5 separate regions of the Mus musculus genome follow, and regions 1, 2, 3 and 4 are each linked to region 5. A link is a contact called in public HiChIP or PLAC-seq and promoter capture Hi-C data. All regions are on one chromosome and are shown on one strand. Each heading gives the region's core, a stretch centred on a gene start, on an enhancer-like site or on the middle of the called end of the contact. The rest is flanking DNA. Distances are from core to core; before and after follow the strand shown. Region 1 overlaps Gm34455 (a long non-coding RNA gene). Region 2 overlaps Neurl1b (neuralized E3 ubiquitin protein ligase 1B). Region 3 holds the start of Nkx2-5 (NK2 homeobox 5). Region 4 has its middle 3.4 kb from the start of Gm34606. Region 5 holds the start of Atp6v0e (ATPase, H+ transporting, lysosomal V0 subunit E).

What was found. Promoter capture Hi-C pulls out the DNA fragments that hold promoters and counts their contacts. HiChIP or PLAC-seq counts read pairs in DNA pulled down with a chosen protein or histone mark.
Region 1: a contact with region 5 is called in a promoter capture Hi-C map of neutrophils, with 4 times the contacts expected there. The contact joins the enhancer-like site here to the promoter of Atp6v0e in region 5. A contact is called at or near these places in 7 of 39 promoter capture datasets (the C10 cell line, cranial neural crest, embryonic stem cells and 3 more), 1 of 15 datasets of contacts at CTCF or cohesin (the NIH/3T3 cell line), 2 of 484 Hi-C or Micro-C datasets (bone marrow-derived macrophages and germline stem cells), 17 of 115 datasets of contacts at active chromatin or transcription factors (the 230-238 cell line, the HPC-7 cell line, the NIH/3T3 cell line and 10 more) and 2 of 9 other capture datasets (adipose tissue and liver).
Region 2: an H3K4me3 HiChIP or PLAC-seq map of bone marrow-derived macrophages shows a contact between it and region 5, with 4 times the contacts expected there. The contact joins the enhancer-like site here to the promoter of Atp6v0e in region 5. A contact is called at or near these places in 1 of 39 promoter capture datasets (liver), 1 of 484 Hi-C or Micro-C datasets (bone marrow-derived macrophages), 15 of 115 datasets of contacts at active chromatin or transcription factors (the SCID.adh cell line, bone marrow-derived macrophages, embryonic forebrain and 6 more) and 2 of 9 other capture datasets (adipose tissue and liver).
Region 3: a promoter capture Hi-C map of the SN4741 cell line shows a contact between it and region 5, with 5 times the contacts expected there. The contact joins the promoter of Nkx2-5 here to the promoter of Atp6v0e in region 5. A contact is called at or near these places in 9 of 39 promoter capture datasets (3T3-L1-derived adipocytes, the SN4741 cell line, embryonic stem cells and 5 more), 1 of 15 datasets of contacts at CTCF or cohesin (CD8 T cells), 3 of 484 Hi-C or Micro-C datasets (B cells, the HL-1 cell line and the N1E-115 cell line), 17 of 115 datasets of contacts at active chromatin or transcription factors (the SCID.adh cell line, T-cell acute lymphoblastic leukemia, bone marrow-derived macrophages and 8 more) and 3 of 9 other capture datasets (adipose tissue, embryonic stem cells and liver).
Region 4: an H3K4me3 HiChIP or PLAC-seq map of bone marrow-derived macrophages shows a contact between it and region 5, with 2.3 times the contacts expected there. The contact joins the enhancer-like site here to the promoter of Atp6v0e in region 5. A contact is called at or near these places in 1 of 39 promoter capture datasets (the C10 cell line), 1 of 484 Hi-C or Micro-C datasets (B cells), 4 of 115 datasets of contacts at active chromatin or transcription factors (bone marrow-derived macrophages, embryonic stem cells and pancreatic cancer cells) and 3 of 9 other capture datasets (adipose tissue, liver and pancreatic islet).

Annotation. Positions count from the first base shown.
Region 1 is chr17:26,479,887-26,482,586 of GRCm38.p6, reverse strand. All of the region lies in intron 1 of Gm34455 (a long non-coding RNA gene), which reads left to right. Among named protein-coding and RNA genes, the nearest start is that of Gm34455, 23 kb to the left of the region's middle. Within about 2 kb of position 1,441, at least 13 of the 459 cell types and tissues checked have an H3K27ac peak or open chromatin away from gene starts, as enhancers often do. A contact at or near this core is called in the HPC-7 cell line and neutrophils, where this site is marked.
Region 2 is chr17:26,436,025-26,438,724 of GRCm38.p6, reverse strand. Neurl1b (neuralized E3 ubiquitin protein ligase 1B) reads right to left here. Exons shown (of 5, transcript NM_001081656.3): 3 at 1-58. Among named protein-coding and RNA genes, the nearest start is that of Neurl1b, 23 kb to the right of the region's middle. Within about 2 kb of position 1,419, at least 48 of the 459 cell types and tissues checked have an H3K27ac peak or open chromatin away from gene starts, as enhancers often do. A contact at or near this core is called in adipose tissue, bone marrow-derived macrophages and microglia, where this site is marked.
Region 3 is chr17:26,840,292-26,843,004 of GRCm38.p6, reverse strand. It overlaps Nkx2-5 (NK2 homeobox 5), which reads left to right and starts at 1,440. Exons shown (of 2, transcript NM_008700.2): 1 at 1,440-1,980. The coding sequence starts at 1,650.
Region 4 is chr17:26,536,948-26,539,647 of GRCm38.p6, reverse strand. No RefSeq gene overlaps it. Among named protein-coding and RNA genes, the nearest start is that of Gm34606, 3.4 kb to the right of the region's middle. Within about 2 kb of position 1,352, at least 124 of the 459 cell types and tissues checked have an H3K27ac peak or open chromatin away from gene starts, as enhancers often do. A contact at or near this core is called in B cells, bone marrow-derived macrophages, embryonic stem cells and 1 more, where this site is marked.
Region 5 is chr17:26,674,998-26,677,697 of GRCm38.p6, reverse strand. It overlaps Atp6v0e (ATPase, H+ transporting, lysosomal V0 subunit E), which reads right to left and starts at 1,302. Exons shown (of 4, transcript NM_025272.2): 1 at 1,120-1,302. The coding sequence starts at 1,223.

The sequences.
Region 1 (2,700 bases), core at 192-2,691, 200 kb after region 5:
AGGAGGAAGCGGCTCTGGAACACACCTTCTGCCTGGGAGAAGCCTCCCTTACTCTACTGGGCTGTGGTAAAGCCAGTGTCAGGGAGGCTTCTAGAGGATGGGCTGAGCCCAGAACCTGCTTGTTCGTACCCTTGGCCTGGGTACGAACGGAGGAGCAGATGTGTGAGCTCTGGCAGGAGGAAGGTGGGGCTGCCCACCCCTGCACAGGTTCTAAGTCAGGAACTGGATCTGCTATGTCAAGTGACAGTGGGAAATCTGTGTGGCCTGGTTACCTCTGCAGTGACTGTGGTTGGGTTGGGGTGCGAAGCCGCTAATACTTACCTCCTGCCGGCCCTCTTTCCCCAGCATCTCTGAGATGCAAAAGAACTTGCCAGAGTTCAATCATCACCAGGTACTTGAATCTGCCACCCCAGCCTGGGAAGGAGTTTTGCTCCATGAGTAGTGGTGGAATATGTCCCCTTCAACATGGAGAAGGCAGCAATTATGGATGAATCCTGTGAAGATTCTCATGGAGCCTCTATGACAGTTCCCACAGGTGATGCCATTGTCTCCACTATAGGGCGGTAAAAAGGAAGGCTGGGGACAGAGGGTGACCCTTTTCAGGCCTCACGGGATCAAGAGTAGTCAGGACATTCTGTGTGCTGGTATGAAGTATTCTGCCTGGCCCAGTTTCCCAGGCCCCTCCTCATTGTGCTGGCCCCTCCTAATCCAGAGGACATAGAATTCAGAACTGGAGGTAAAATGAGGTTGGGTCTGGATCCTAGGCTCCTTTATCATGTGTGAGTGCATCCATGCGTGCATGCATATGTGGGTGGGTGTGTGCAACATACATGTGTGTGAGCAACTGGCCATATTTGTCACTATGTACAGAAATGAACTTAGTACTTGGTACACAGCAAAAACTTTCAGAGTAAAAAACATTAAAGAAACTGAGTCATTAAAGAAACTGTAATAAGAAGCAACTTAATAAGAGAGAGGCTACTCCAACAGGAGGCTCCTTAGAGGGACATGCATCACTTGTCCCAGAATTCCCTGCTCCAGCCTCACCAGGAACTGCTCTGTTTTCCTAGGACCTGCCCAGGAGCAGGGCTGAGTCTTGCTTCTGGGATCTGGTGCTCTGTGTGTCTGGAGTCCACACTTACCACTTAGTCTTGGCCCCCAAAGCTTCTCCCTTCCATCTTCCTATCAGAGCCTCACTGAGGGCTTCCTTCAGCCCTCAGTCCCAACCCATGAGCCGCCCTCACTCCCTGCTCTCCCCTCCCCACCAGAAGATGCTTGCTACATCCCCACCACTGCCTCGCCCAGCTGGGACCCTGGGCTCTCCAGCCCTCTAACACTCCTTGGCCACTCTCTCAGGCTTCCCTGCCCACCTCTGGGCAGGGTACAGAGGCTCCTGATTCTTGCCCTTCCCAAGTTGCTCCCAGGGCCAGGTACTTCCTCTTCCAGGTCGTTACCCAGAGATCAGTGCGGCCTGCCCCACAGCTTCCTCTTCACCCTAAGTCTCCTCTTTAGCCCCATTTCTCCTTAGTTTCACCTTAGCATGCTTCCTGACACCTGACATAATTTTATAACTTGTTTGTAAAATATGTAAACCAATTATATATAAAGTGTGAGTTACTGCCCTTCCTTATACATTGTAAGCCATGAGAGAAGGAAGGAGGGAGGGAAAGGAAGGGAGTCATGGAAGGAGAAAATCAAGAATGGAAGAAGAGGGGAGGGAGAGAGGGAAATGGAGAGATTTGGCTAGGTGGGAACTGAAGATAGGCCATCCTGGGCTACTGAAGATAGGCCACCCTGGGCTACTGAAGTTAGGCCATCCTGGGCTACTGAAGATAGACCATCCTGAGCTCCAGGCCCTTTGGTTGCCAGAGATGATTTTCTAGGCATTAGGCCATTTGGAGACTTCTATCTGTCTGCCCTTGAGGAATAGAGTCTCTGGGACAGATGTGTGGAGCCTTTTGTGGTCAATGGAGGTCAAAGCCCCTTCCTTCACTGGACAGTTCCCCTGGATCTGCAGTGCTGTTCCCTTCTGAAGGATGCAGAGGGAAGGGTGCTTTCCAGAATGGGCCCTTCTAATGGGTTGTTGGGACAAGACTGCTGAGAACTTGGACCCAGAGGGAAAACAGACCCTCTTCCTGACACAGCCTTTGAGGCATGGGATTGCCAGGAACAGGACCCTGGCCTTGTTCTGACAACCCTTTCCTGTCATCAGGCACTCTAGTCTCCTGTGGGGACAGAGAATGAAGGCAGGCTGTTCCTAGCAGGGATGAGGAGCACCTGTCTGTCCCATGGATTCAGGGCCTGTTTGATTCACTCAATGCAGCTCACAGGGGACAGAACCCGAGGTCCTTGGTCCCCAGGCTCCTAGCTGAGGTAGCCCTTACTGCCATAGACAGCCTGGGTACCTAACCCTGCTCCCTGCTCCTGCTCCCCACCACTGCTCCTCACCACTGTGTGTTCCTTCCTTGGTGCCAGTTCTCACAGTATAGTCCACACCACCACCAAGGGCCGTACTCAAGCCCAACTGATTCAGGAGCTCTAAAGTGAGCCTGGTGTTCTGTGTTCAATCTTGGGTATTCTCAATACTTCCGGGATGAAGTTGGAGGGTCCTGACAGGCTTTGTGGGCCTTCCCCTTTGGCCCTGTGTGTTGTGAGCTATCAGCCAGTTTCCCCATCAGACACAGCTGTGATGCATGCCTT
Region 2 (2,700 bases), core at 170-2,669, 240 kb after region 5:
GCGCTGAGGCGAGCCTGACCCAGGCGCAGGGGGGTCAGCGTGTCAGCGAAGGTGCTTTCTATGGGACAGAAGAGAGGTATCAAGAGGCAATTGGCACCCAGGACCTCAAGCCTCAGACCTTGTCCCTTAAGCCTTAAGGGCCCTGGACTCCAGTTGCCCCTGACCTGCAACCTCAGATCCTGCACATTACCCAGATCCACCGACCTCCAACCTCAGGTCTAAAATCCTACACTCCTGATTCCCTCTACCTCTAACTTCACAGTCCGTAACTCCCAAACCTCAAAACCTGGAGCTTACATTGCCAACCCCTGCAACCTCAGACATGAGACTCTAGACTCCGGCTCCTCTAGATCTCGTATCTCAAACTTCAGGCCCTACTCAGATCACAGACGGGTCAGGCAGAACCCCATTGCCCTAAATGTAAGGCCCTGGCCCCCAGATCTGCCTGACTTCTGATCCCTAGCTCCCCTGGATCTCACCCACGCTCTTCCTGACCTCAGACTTCCATCCAGGTTACCCTGGCTTTATAGCTGCAGGTGGCTGGACTGGCTTGTGTTCCCTGAGCCTCCAGTCCTTGCTGTACCCAACCTCCCACTGCTTTGGAAGGTTCTTCTTTCCCTTCCATCTCCACCCTGCTTCCTCTTTCCTCCCACCCCGCCCGGCCCGTTCTTGAACTTGTGATGTCTGTCTTAGTGTTCCAAGTTCTGGAGTTCATGTACCATGCCCGACTTCTTGCTTCTTCCTTTGTCCTTTTCTCTCTCTCCCTCCAGAGGTTTTCATACATTTGCACAGCTGGGCATTGAAAGTTCCTTTATTGTTTCCCTACTTAAAGCAAAACATCAACCTAAAGAGCAAATCTGACACTGGGGCCCTAGCCTGTGGCAGGCTAACCTGAGCTCTCGGATCTCATTGACTACAGCAACCGACAGGCATGAACGATCACTACGGCCATTTAGCATGGGAACGGAGGCACAGAACCACGCTGTCTTGTCTAGATTCAGGGTTCTTTACCACAATGCCACCAGGAACAGAAAGGACAGGGCACATGACAGAATGGAGACAGTAGAGAAAAGAGGAAGCGAGGATGCCAGTGTATTGAGTGGGAGGTGCTATTTGCTGGGAGAGCAGGAGTCGGGGAGAGTCAAGAGTTCCATCTAGCAGGCTCAGTACAAGGCTGGGGTATCAGAGAGAGGCAGGTAAGCAGCAGGAGGGTGGAGTGTGCATTTGGGAATTCTAGACTTTGCAAAGTCCTCTGGGGTTCCTGTGTTGGGGGCTAGATTGAGAGGTACTGCAGGTTCTGAGGGGCAGGGATCTGGGTGCCCATTGGCAGTGCTGGTCCCCAAGGGTAAATGCTGGCCTGAAGAGTTACTCAGTCCTGTGAGAATAGGTTTTTAGGAAGAGAGCAGGCCTGACCACCGACTCTCCGGCTTCTAGTTTCACTATGCTATGTCTCCTGCTTGTTCCTCCTGTCGCCCCAATAGCAGCTCCCAGAGGCCCTGCAGCCGGCGCATCATGCTTTTCTGATGAAGCCTCGGGTATTTGGTTGCAGTAGACAGAAGCGAGGCTAACATGGAAGTTCAGAGATGGCATCCATGTCCTGCTCATGTCCTCAGATCAGGGGACATTGTCTTGCTTTATGACAGCTTGTTCAAGTCTACAGCTGTTTATACATATGCACACATAACTATCTTCAGATTATGTTACACATACACACACATACATCCAACCACACCCTGTGTGGCTCTAAGAGCTGAATATATATTTAAAATGTGTTTATATGTACTTTTAAAACATTTTTGTTGTTTTTATGTTCATGTGTGGTTTGTGTGTGTGTGTGTGTGTGCGCGTGTGTACTATATACCTGGTACCCACAGAAGCCAGAAGAGGGTGTTGGATACCCTAAGATTGGAATTACAGATATTTGTGAGCCACCTTGTGGGTGCCAGGAATAGAACCTGGGTTCTCTGGAAGAGCCGCAAGTGCTCTTAACTGCTTGAGCAATTTCTTCAGCCCCATGTGCACTGTCTTTTACATGTGTTTTATGTGTGCTGTCGTACACAATTCAAGAGAATGAGTGCACCCAGCACAAAATCCAGGGCCTTCTATCTCAGCAGTAGAGGGCCTGTGGTCTTTACAGTCAGGTACATGATGACTTGCAAGGCCTATGGAGGACTGCTACTCTGGTTTCTGTACCCACACCCAAATTTCCTTGGTGAGAATAGCCCATCCTCACTGTTATCACCTGAGGAGTTGGGGTCTCTCTACCTGGTCAGTCACTACTACCCAAACCCCTGCCTATAGCCACAAGTCGAGAGATAGGGATGTGAACCATAATGCATGGGATGAGGCCAGTAAGTCTTGAGACCCAGAAAAGCAGCTGGTAGGCCAGAGGACTGCTACAGCAGGTGACCCTTTGGCCCACAGGATGGCTAAGCTGAGGAGGAAGCAGGAGGGAGAAGGGAAGATGCCTCCCCAGGCTCCACCCTTTGCCGCTCGCCACTCACCGCTGTGACCCTTTCTTCCTTAAATAATATTGAAGCAACTGAGTATTTCAGACTGTCTAGCCTGCGATGACGTGGCTTTGGTGTGATATTTGTTTAATCTGACCCAGACATTGGAGTACATGCAGAGGAAGGATGGGAGCCACTCAGACTCACACCTTTGTGCCAGGAAGAGGGATGGTTCTCCTCCAGCCAGCAT
Region 3 (2,713 bases), core at 191-2,690, 170 kb before region 5:
GGTTTGAGGAAAAGCAGGAAGGAACACAAATCAGGCCTTTGCTGGCTTCACTATGGCCCAGATGGTTGCCAGCGCCCAATGGCCCACACTGCCCTGCCAGGAGGGACAGTTCACACTCTGCACTCACAAAAGTTTTGATCTCTGGACTTTGGGTTCATGACTTAAGAGTGACTTGTTTAGCTAACCTTTGACCCTACACTCACACTCCGTTTCTATTCCAAAAGCCTCTCCTCTGGTGGCCAACTCGTCCTTCATATCTGTGTGCCTTCTGACTCACAGATCTGTTCACTCTGGGAATCCTTATATCCGAAAACAGGTGATGGACCCTCACCACATGAATTTTCAAGGGCACATCCCCTTTGCAAATCGGTGTGGTGAGCCCAAGCTCTCCCAGAGGTTAGCCTTACCATATACCTTCGGTGGGGGAGGTTTTGCCTGGAATCGATGTGCCTTCTCTTTTTGAGATTACAGCAGGAAAAAGTCCCACTCTGTTGGGTCTGGGAGGGCCCAAGTGTTCCTTAGATCCAGACAGTTGTCTTAGTACAGAACCTGGGTTCCTTAAACCCTGACAGTTTTCAGACAGAAGCAGCACTGGACTGAAAATGTCCCTCCACCTGCCTGATCTGTCCTCTGCCCCGTGGAGTAGAAGCCCAGGAAGGCCCTGGAGGATCGGGCTAGAAAGGGTCTGGGACTTTTGTGGTGGCCTAGGAGGGTGAAAAATGAAGCAGCTTGGGCTTCAGGAGAATCCAGGCAGACAACCCAGAAGGCAGCTCTCCTCCAGGAAGAGTCAATTCCCCAACAATGCTTCCTTCTCTCTGGAGAGGTGCCTGGCCCCACCGCTTAGTCTGAAGCAGGTGGCCACTCCCACCCCACAATTAGCCACTTCACCTTTCCATTCAGCTCAGAACCCCTTGGGGCCCCTCTGGGTTCCTGGGTTGAATTTGGTCCTGTAGGTCAAATTAACTACCGCTCCCCAATCCAATTCTTAAACTCATGTGTTAAACTCAGTGTTCGTCCCAGAACAACTGTCTTCTCTGTGATTCTCTTTCTATGCAGGCTACTCTTAGGCAGACTTCAGTAAACAATATTGTAGTCATAGTCTTGATCCCTGAAAATAACCCCCCTCTTCTGGCTTTCAATCCATCCTCACCAGCCCATTTAGTGATACAGGACACAGTGCAAAGAATATTTATTCAAATCCTCGACCCACCCCCAACCCTGCGTTTAGACTCAGCATAACAGAATCAGGTATTTTCTTTGAGTGTGTCTGGCTGGGATTTTCAGGCTAACGAGGAGCAATCTCCTTGCAGGAGTGGGAGACTATCCCAAATGTGTCGCGGCCCCTTTAAAAAAAGCTGAGCAGGATTTTTTTTTCCCATCCCTATGTCTATATTAGGTGACGCAGAACTGCCCGTCGCTCCTGTCATCCAGGCCCCTGGCCCAATGGCAGGCTGAATCCCCCCTACTCCAGCCTGCTCCCGCCTCTTCTGCCCCTGGTGCTCCGCGCTACCTGCTGCCGCGCGCCACATCCAGGGCAGAGAGGCGGGTGCGCGGGCGGGCGGCGGGCACCATGCGGGGAGGCTGTCCCCAGGGGTGGGCAGCACCACTCTCTGCTACCCACCTGGCGCTGTGAAACCTGCGTCGCCACCATGTTCCCCAGCCCTGCGCTCACACCCACGCCTTTCTCAGTCAAAGACATCCTGAACCTGGAGCAGCAGCAGCGTAGCCTGGCGTCTGGGGACCTGTCTGCGCGCCTCGAGGCCACCCTGGCCCCTGCCTCCTGCATGCTGGCCGCCTTCAAGCCCGAGGCCTACTCTGGCCCCGAGGCGGCAGCGTCCGGCCTGGCAGAGCTGCGCGCGGAGATGGGCCCCGCGCCTTCGCCCCCCAAGTGCTCTCCTGCTTTCCCAGCCGCCCCCACATTTTACCCGGGAGCCTACGGTGACCCTGACCCAGCCAAAGACCCTCGGGCGGATAAAAAAGGTAAGGAGAACCTCAAGCTCTTCCCTTCTGGAATCGCTTTCATGTCCAAAACCCTGAGCCAAGAAACCCAGGCCTGACAGTAGCTCAGTCCGGGGTGAAGGCTGGGCGCGGGGAGTTTGGAGTATAAGATTCCAGGCTGTCCCGCAGTCAGTCCGAAGTTTAGAGGGAACGCCGAATTTAGAGGGTCAGGAAAAAAGAAGGGAGAGAGAGAGAGGGAGAGAGTGAGAGAGTGAGAGTGAGAGAGAGAGAGAGAGAGAGAGAGAAGATTAAAATGTTGTTTTCGGCCTACAAAACCCCAGTAGGTTAGGGCCTTGTTCTTGGATCTGTTACAAAGTTAAGCTATCTAACAATCCGCGTTAGAACAAATCTTCGTACTGGAGAGTTAAAATCTCTTCCAGATTTGGGGGTACTTTGAGACACTGAGAACTGCTAAACCGAAAGCTTAGCCCCGTGTATCCTGGGCCTTGTGTAGCCCACCCTGCCTTTCTGGGCCTTGCCTCCTTTGTGCCAAAAGAGAGGAGTCTGGGGACCGGGTTGTGATTTTGAGATGCGATGCTGCGGATCCCAGGAGCTGGGGTTGGCTTTGTTTTTCTAGTACAATCTCCAGGCAGGATCAGGCAGAAATTCCTTTCTGGGAACTGTTGGGAAATACGGAACGAATAAAGACACTGAGAAGTGAAGAGCAGGCTTCCGAAGGTGGCCGAATACCAAATATCTCAGAGTAGGGAGAGGG
Region 4 (2,700 bases), core at 103-2,602, 140 kb after region 5:
TTTCAAGGTTTTTCTTTACACACAAGACTTGGAGCCACCTGGAATTGTGTGTGTGTGTGTAGGGGTATTTGTACATGCATTTGTGTGTATGAGTTTGTGTGCACATGTTTGTATGTGCGTGTGTATGAATGTATGTGTGCATATGTGTGTATATGTCTACATTTGTGCATGTATGTGTGTGTATATGTGAGTGTACATGTGTGAGTGTGTGTAACTGGGTAACTTTTGATACAGAATCATGACATATAGCCTTTAACAGAAATCAGATTTTCTAATGTATGTGGCCCACTAGGGGCTTTCTCTTCTAAATATCATTTATTAATTCCTATGCCAATTTCATGTTATCTTAATTATGGCCACTATAATAAAATTTGGTACTTGATGGGTCAGCTCTCTGTCCAGAATTCTGATTTACAGGCATTTAGCCTTTCTTGACTCTTTGCTGTCTGTCTAAATTGAACATTCAACTTACTGAATTATATGAAAAGCTCTATTGAACTTTGATTGGAACAGACAATACTTTGTATACATTGTCCTTTTTTTGACAATGAACATGCATTCACCTCTATATGTTATACCCAGATCTTCTTTAATATCACCTAATTTTATAATTATAATTTTATAATTTTCCTGAAAAGATGGTCACAACTTATGTTGGGGTATTTTATATCAGTGATTGAGTTTGTAAATAGTATTTTTTAAAAAGATTTATTTATTTAGAAATTGTGTGTGTGTGTGTAGAGAGAGAGAGAGAGAGAGAGAGAGAGAGAGAGAGGAAGGAGGTGCCTGTGGGAAGTGGGGGAAGGAGTGGGATTCCCTGGGGCTGGAGTCACAGGTGGTGCGAGCTGCTCAGGCTGAGTGCTGGGAACCAAACCTGGGTCCTCTGTAAGAGCAGCAGGAGCTCTTAATTGCTGAGCCTTCTTTCCAGCCCCGAGGAAATACTACCATATACCTTGTATAGGCTTGTTAAAATATATACTATAGTTTCACTGTGTCTAACATGTTTGCTTCTAACAGGACACTGTTTATTAAGAGTTCCTACTACACACAGGAAAGAATGCTCCAGGGATCACTGGATAATCTCACCACCTTGCTCCTTTCACCAAAGTATAAAACCTGGTTTAACTTAACATTCAAATGCCCCCCCCCCGGGGGTGGGGGACGCAGACCCACTGATTCCAGTTCGTTTGCTTAGCTTCTGTGGGAGTGAGCCAGAGGGTCTGAAATAGGACAGGAAAAGGCCAAAAGCCAAAGAAGCAGCCTGGGGGAGAGAAAGTGTGGCTCCCTGGCTCTTCTCACCTAAAGCTGAACTTGGATTAGGAGTCAGTGATGTGGATGGGAGGGGCAGGGTGGGGCAAGTGGTGACGTCAGCAGAGAGGATGACGGGATGACGTAGCCTTTTAGCCTGGATTGAGGAAGTGAGTACAACCAGGAAGTAAGTGTTGGAAACTGTGTATCTTAAAGACTTTGTACTGGCGTAAGTATAAGGGATTTACTAATTTGCTTAGGAAATAATAAATTACCCAAACCAGAATTTAGCTAAAGGAGCACTGCTTCCAATATGACTGGAAGATAGCCCTGTACTAATCAGGGTTGTTAGAATCTGTCAGAAAGAAAATTGTGTAGCAGAATTGAAGTTTAGGATTGCTGAGAGTTTATGCTAATGTTTTATTCACCAAGATTGACCTCCAGCTGGGCTCAATTCCCATAACAAAAGGAGACAACCCGGACATACAGTCATTAGCCCTATCCTTATATCAGAGTATATGTCTCTAAGGGGCAGCACAAGGGTCCCAATGATCAGTAAGTCCTGGTCTGTCATTAAGTTCCCTGTCCACTTATAAGGAAAGTCCTAATTCTGCATGTGAGCAAGAGGAACCCTGGTAACAACTATTCAAAGGGAGCAAGCAACAGTGATGGACTTAAATAACTCTGGCAGTATCTTTGTTGTGTGAATCCCCCATCTGCCCAAGCAGTTAGAGGTAGAGTCTCCTATCTTTGTTTAAATGGTTCAGAGTGTGACCTGAGACCAGGACCTGGAACAACCATAAGGATGACAGCATATGTGGAGTGTATAAGCCCTTGCTAACAAGAAAACGTTTGCTGAGGTCCTAGTCCACCCATGATGGCGACACAGCACATCATGGCAGAGGTGCACAATGGGAGCACAGCTGTCCACCTCACAGCAGTGGGAAACAAAGGAGTAAAGAAAATGGCCAAGACCTCAGCATCTCCATCAAGAGCACACCCTCCCTCCCTTCTTCTCACAGACAGCCAGACGACCTCTCAGAGTGCCCTACCTCTGAAAGGTTCTGCCCATTCGAATAATGCCACTCTTGGGGGGGGGCGGGGGTGAGTGGAAGTTCTGTCCCAGATCCTAGCAATTCTGTAAAATTTTTCTTGTCGCTCTTCTCTGAGCATGAGGAAGGCCTGGGGGTGGGGGGTGGTAGCCCAGCCCACTGATTTGGGATCAAGTGTTCAGACTCTTAGCTGTGGTCATGGGATGGAGGGTGAAGACCTGTATGGGAAAGAAGGAAGATTAAGAAAACACCAAGGATGTTAATAGAGTTTCCAGAAGACTTTAAAAGCCCAGTGTGTCACACCTGCCTTAGGTTCTACAGGAACTTCACAGTAAAGTCTACCTCACTGTCTTGCAATATGGTGTGCTAGATCACTATGGTCTTTGTCTTCACATGTTCG
Region 5 (2,700 bases), core at 53-2,552:
CAGTAAAACTTCAGCTGGGCGTGGTGGCGCACACCTTTAATCCCAGCACTTGGGAGGCAGAGGCAGGTGGATTTCTGAGTTTGAGCTAGCCTGGTCTACACAGTGAGTTCCAGGATGGCCAGGGCTACACAGAGAAACCTTATCTTGACCCCCCCCCCAAACAAACAAACAAACCCCCCAAAGCCCCCCCAAAACAAAGAAACCCACAGTAAAACTTTCTCTAATCAAAATGGCCCACTCAGTAAACATTGTCTACTCTACAAAGTGTTGTGGAGCTAAACACTATGTACCCACCATTCAGTGTCTAACCATTAAAGCAAGAGACGTTTCTGACACACTACTACTTAAGATCAAGTGTCACCTCCACATGATCTTGAGTGAGAGGGAAAAAATTACTTAATTCAAAAGAGGAACTAGAAAGAGGGTGCCCTAGGCTCCTCTGAAAAGGTTTGTTTTTACACTGCAATACAGAAGTTTATCTCCAAACAGAGAAAACGGTATTCTGCAAACCTTAGATGGGGGAATGAAAATCTTGGCCAACCACTGTAAATACTGTTTACAAGTAAGGGCAGGAGCGCCCTGGAAGGTATGACGCAGAGGTTTCTACACAATGCCTTCAGCTCTGGGTGATTTAACCTCGTTTAGATCAGGCTCACCCTGGCTTGGGTTGGGCCCACTAGCTGCAAAGGCTGAACTTAACGCTCTGCATCAAGCTTGTCTGAGTCCGAAACTGCGACAGCAAGGGGGCGAGAGGGAGATTTCTGTTCTCAGATCCCTTTCTTTGAGGTTTAGGCAAAAAGCCTCCCGTGCATCAAAGACAGAACCAAAGCAGCGACAGTGGCTTGGGAGGCGCCCTAATTTCTCTTCAGTCGAAGTGCACACTTTTAGTCCATCAAGACAAAAAGCACTCCCTAAAATTCACTTCCGGGAGGGGCCGCCAAAGGTGACCTCACCCTCCAGCCGGGGACGTTGACAGGCTCTGAGGAGCGCATGCGGTCCTCCCCTCTGTGGTCCACCCCGCCTCATCCTCCCGCCGTAGTCCTCCACGTACGATCCTTCTCTCCGTGATCCTCCCACCGGGGTCCTCCGCTCCCACCACCTTGGACCTGGCGCACTTACCCCCGGTTAGGACCCTTGGGGATAAACCAGGGCACGAGGAGGCCCACGAAGCCCCAGAACACGCTCATCACGATCAAAGGCACAGTAAGGCCGTGGTATGCCATGCCTGCGCCCCAGCAGCCGAATCGGTCCGGAGCCTCGCTCTCGTCCCACCCGGAAGTGTCAACAGAGGCTCACGTGATCGGCGCGCTAAAGCCCCGCCCTTTGCGCGCGGCGTGACTCGACCGTCGGACTCCGCCCCTTAGACTAGAGCCCCGCCCTTACCTGGCTAGTCTCAAGGCTGTGGTTCCATGGGGCTTGACTGAGATGAACCTCCAGCCACCGGGGAGGGGACCAGCAGAGTTTTCTGGAAAGAACTTAGGCCCATTTTGGTGATGTGTCATTTACAGTTTTATCTATATTTTACGCGCAGACATAAATAAGTAAAACCTACAATAGTGGACTACTGTTCTAGAGTCTTGTATGCTAGGCTCCTGCTTTGCATTCTTCCATAGCCCATGAACTACTCACAATCGCCATCTCTGCTGCAAGTGAAGAATCACAGTCGCATTGTAAGTAACTTCACGGTTGTAAGGCTCTTAATCGTTGGTGCTGCTGTGTGTCTTGTACAGAGTGCCAGGGTCTGAGTTACAGAAGTAAATCTGACAGCCATCTGAGAGAGGTCACATCTCCAGAGAAGATGGACAGCTGAGGATGACCAGGCCCTACTTTGCATTCCCGCCAGTTGTCACAACAGTTTCAATAAGAATAGGAATTATCGGGGCTGGTGAGATGGCTCAGCAGGTAAGAGCACCCGACTGCTCTTCCAAAGGTCCTTAGTTCAAATCCCAGCAACCACATGGTGGCTCACAACCATCTGTAACAAGATCTGATTCCCTCTTCTGGTGTGTCTGAAGACAGCTACAGTGTACTTACATATAATAAATAAATAAATCTTAAAAAAAAAAAGAATAGGAATTATCACCGGGCATCGTGGAACACGCCTTTAATCCCAGCACTCAGGAGGCAGAGGCAGGCAGATTTCTGAGTTCGAAGCCAGCCTGCTCTACAGAGTGAGTACCAGGACAGCCAGGGCTACACAGGGAAACCCTGTCTCGAAACAAACAAACAAACAAACAAGAATAGGAATTAGCCAGAAATATCATTGTGGCTCGCCAGAATTGTAGGCTCATTGCACCATGAACTTCCTGAGACACAGAGGAGGGGAGCAATTCTTGGAGGTTTTTTTTTCCCTTGGGGCCAGGGACTTGCTATGAGGAACACAACAGCTCCCAAATGCTGGGATTGCCAGTGAAGCACCATGCTGAGCTGAGGTTGGTTTTGCAGAAGCTTGCAGACAGAGCAAGATGAAAAGGGAGATCTGGCAGCTGAATCCAGTGTGCTGGCTGTGGATCCATTTCCCCGTAGTAGCCACCTCTCCTGATTTCTTCATCAAGTAGAATGGATTCCTGAATTAATTGGACCCTTCAGCAGCTGTACCATCTTTGCAAATGATTTTCAGACTTTAACTGAGCCAGCTGTAGTGGCCGCATACTTTTAATCCCAGAATTTAGAAGGTGAAGGCTGGCAGAACCATGCAGT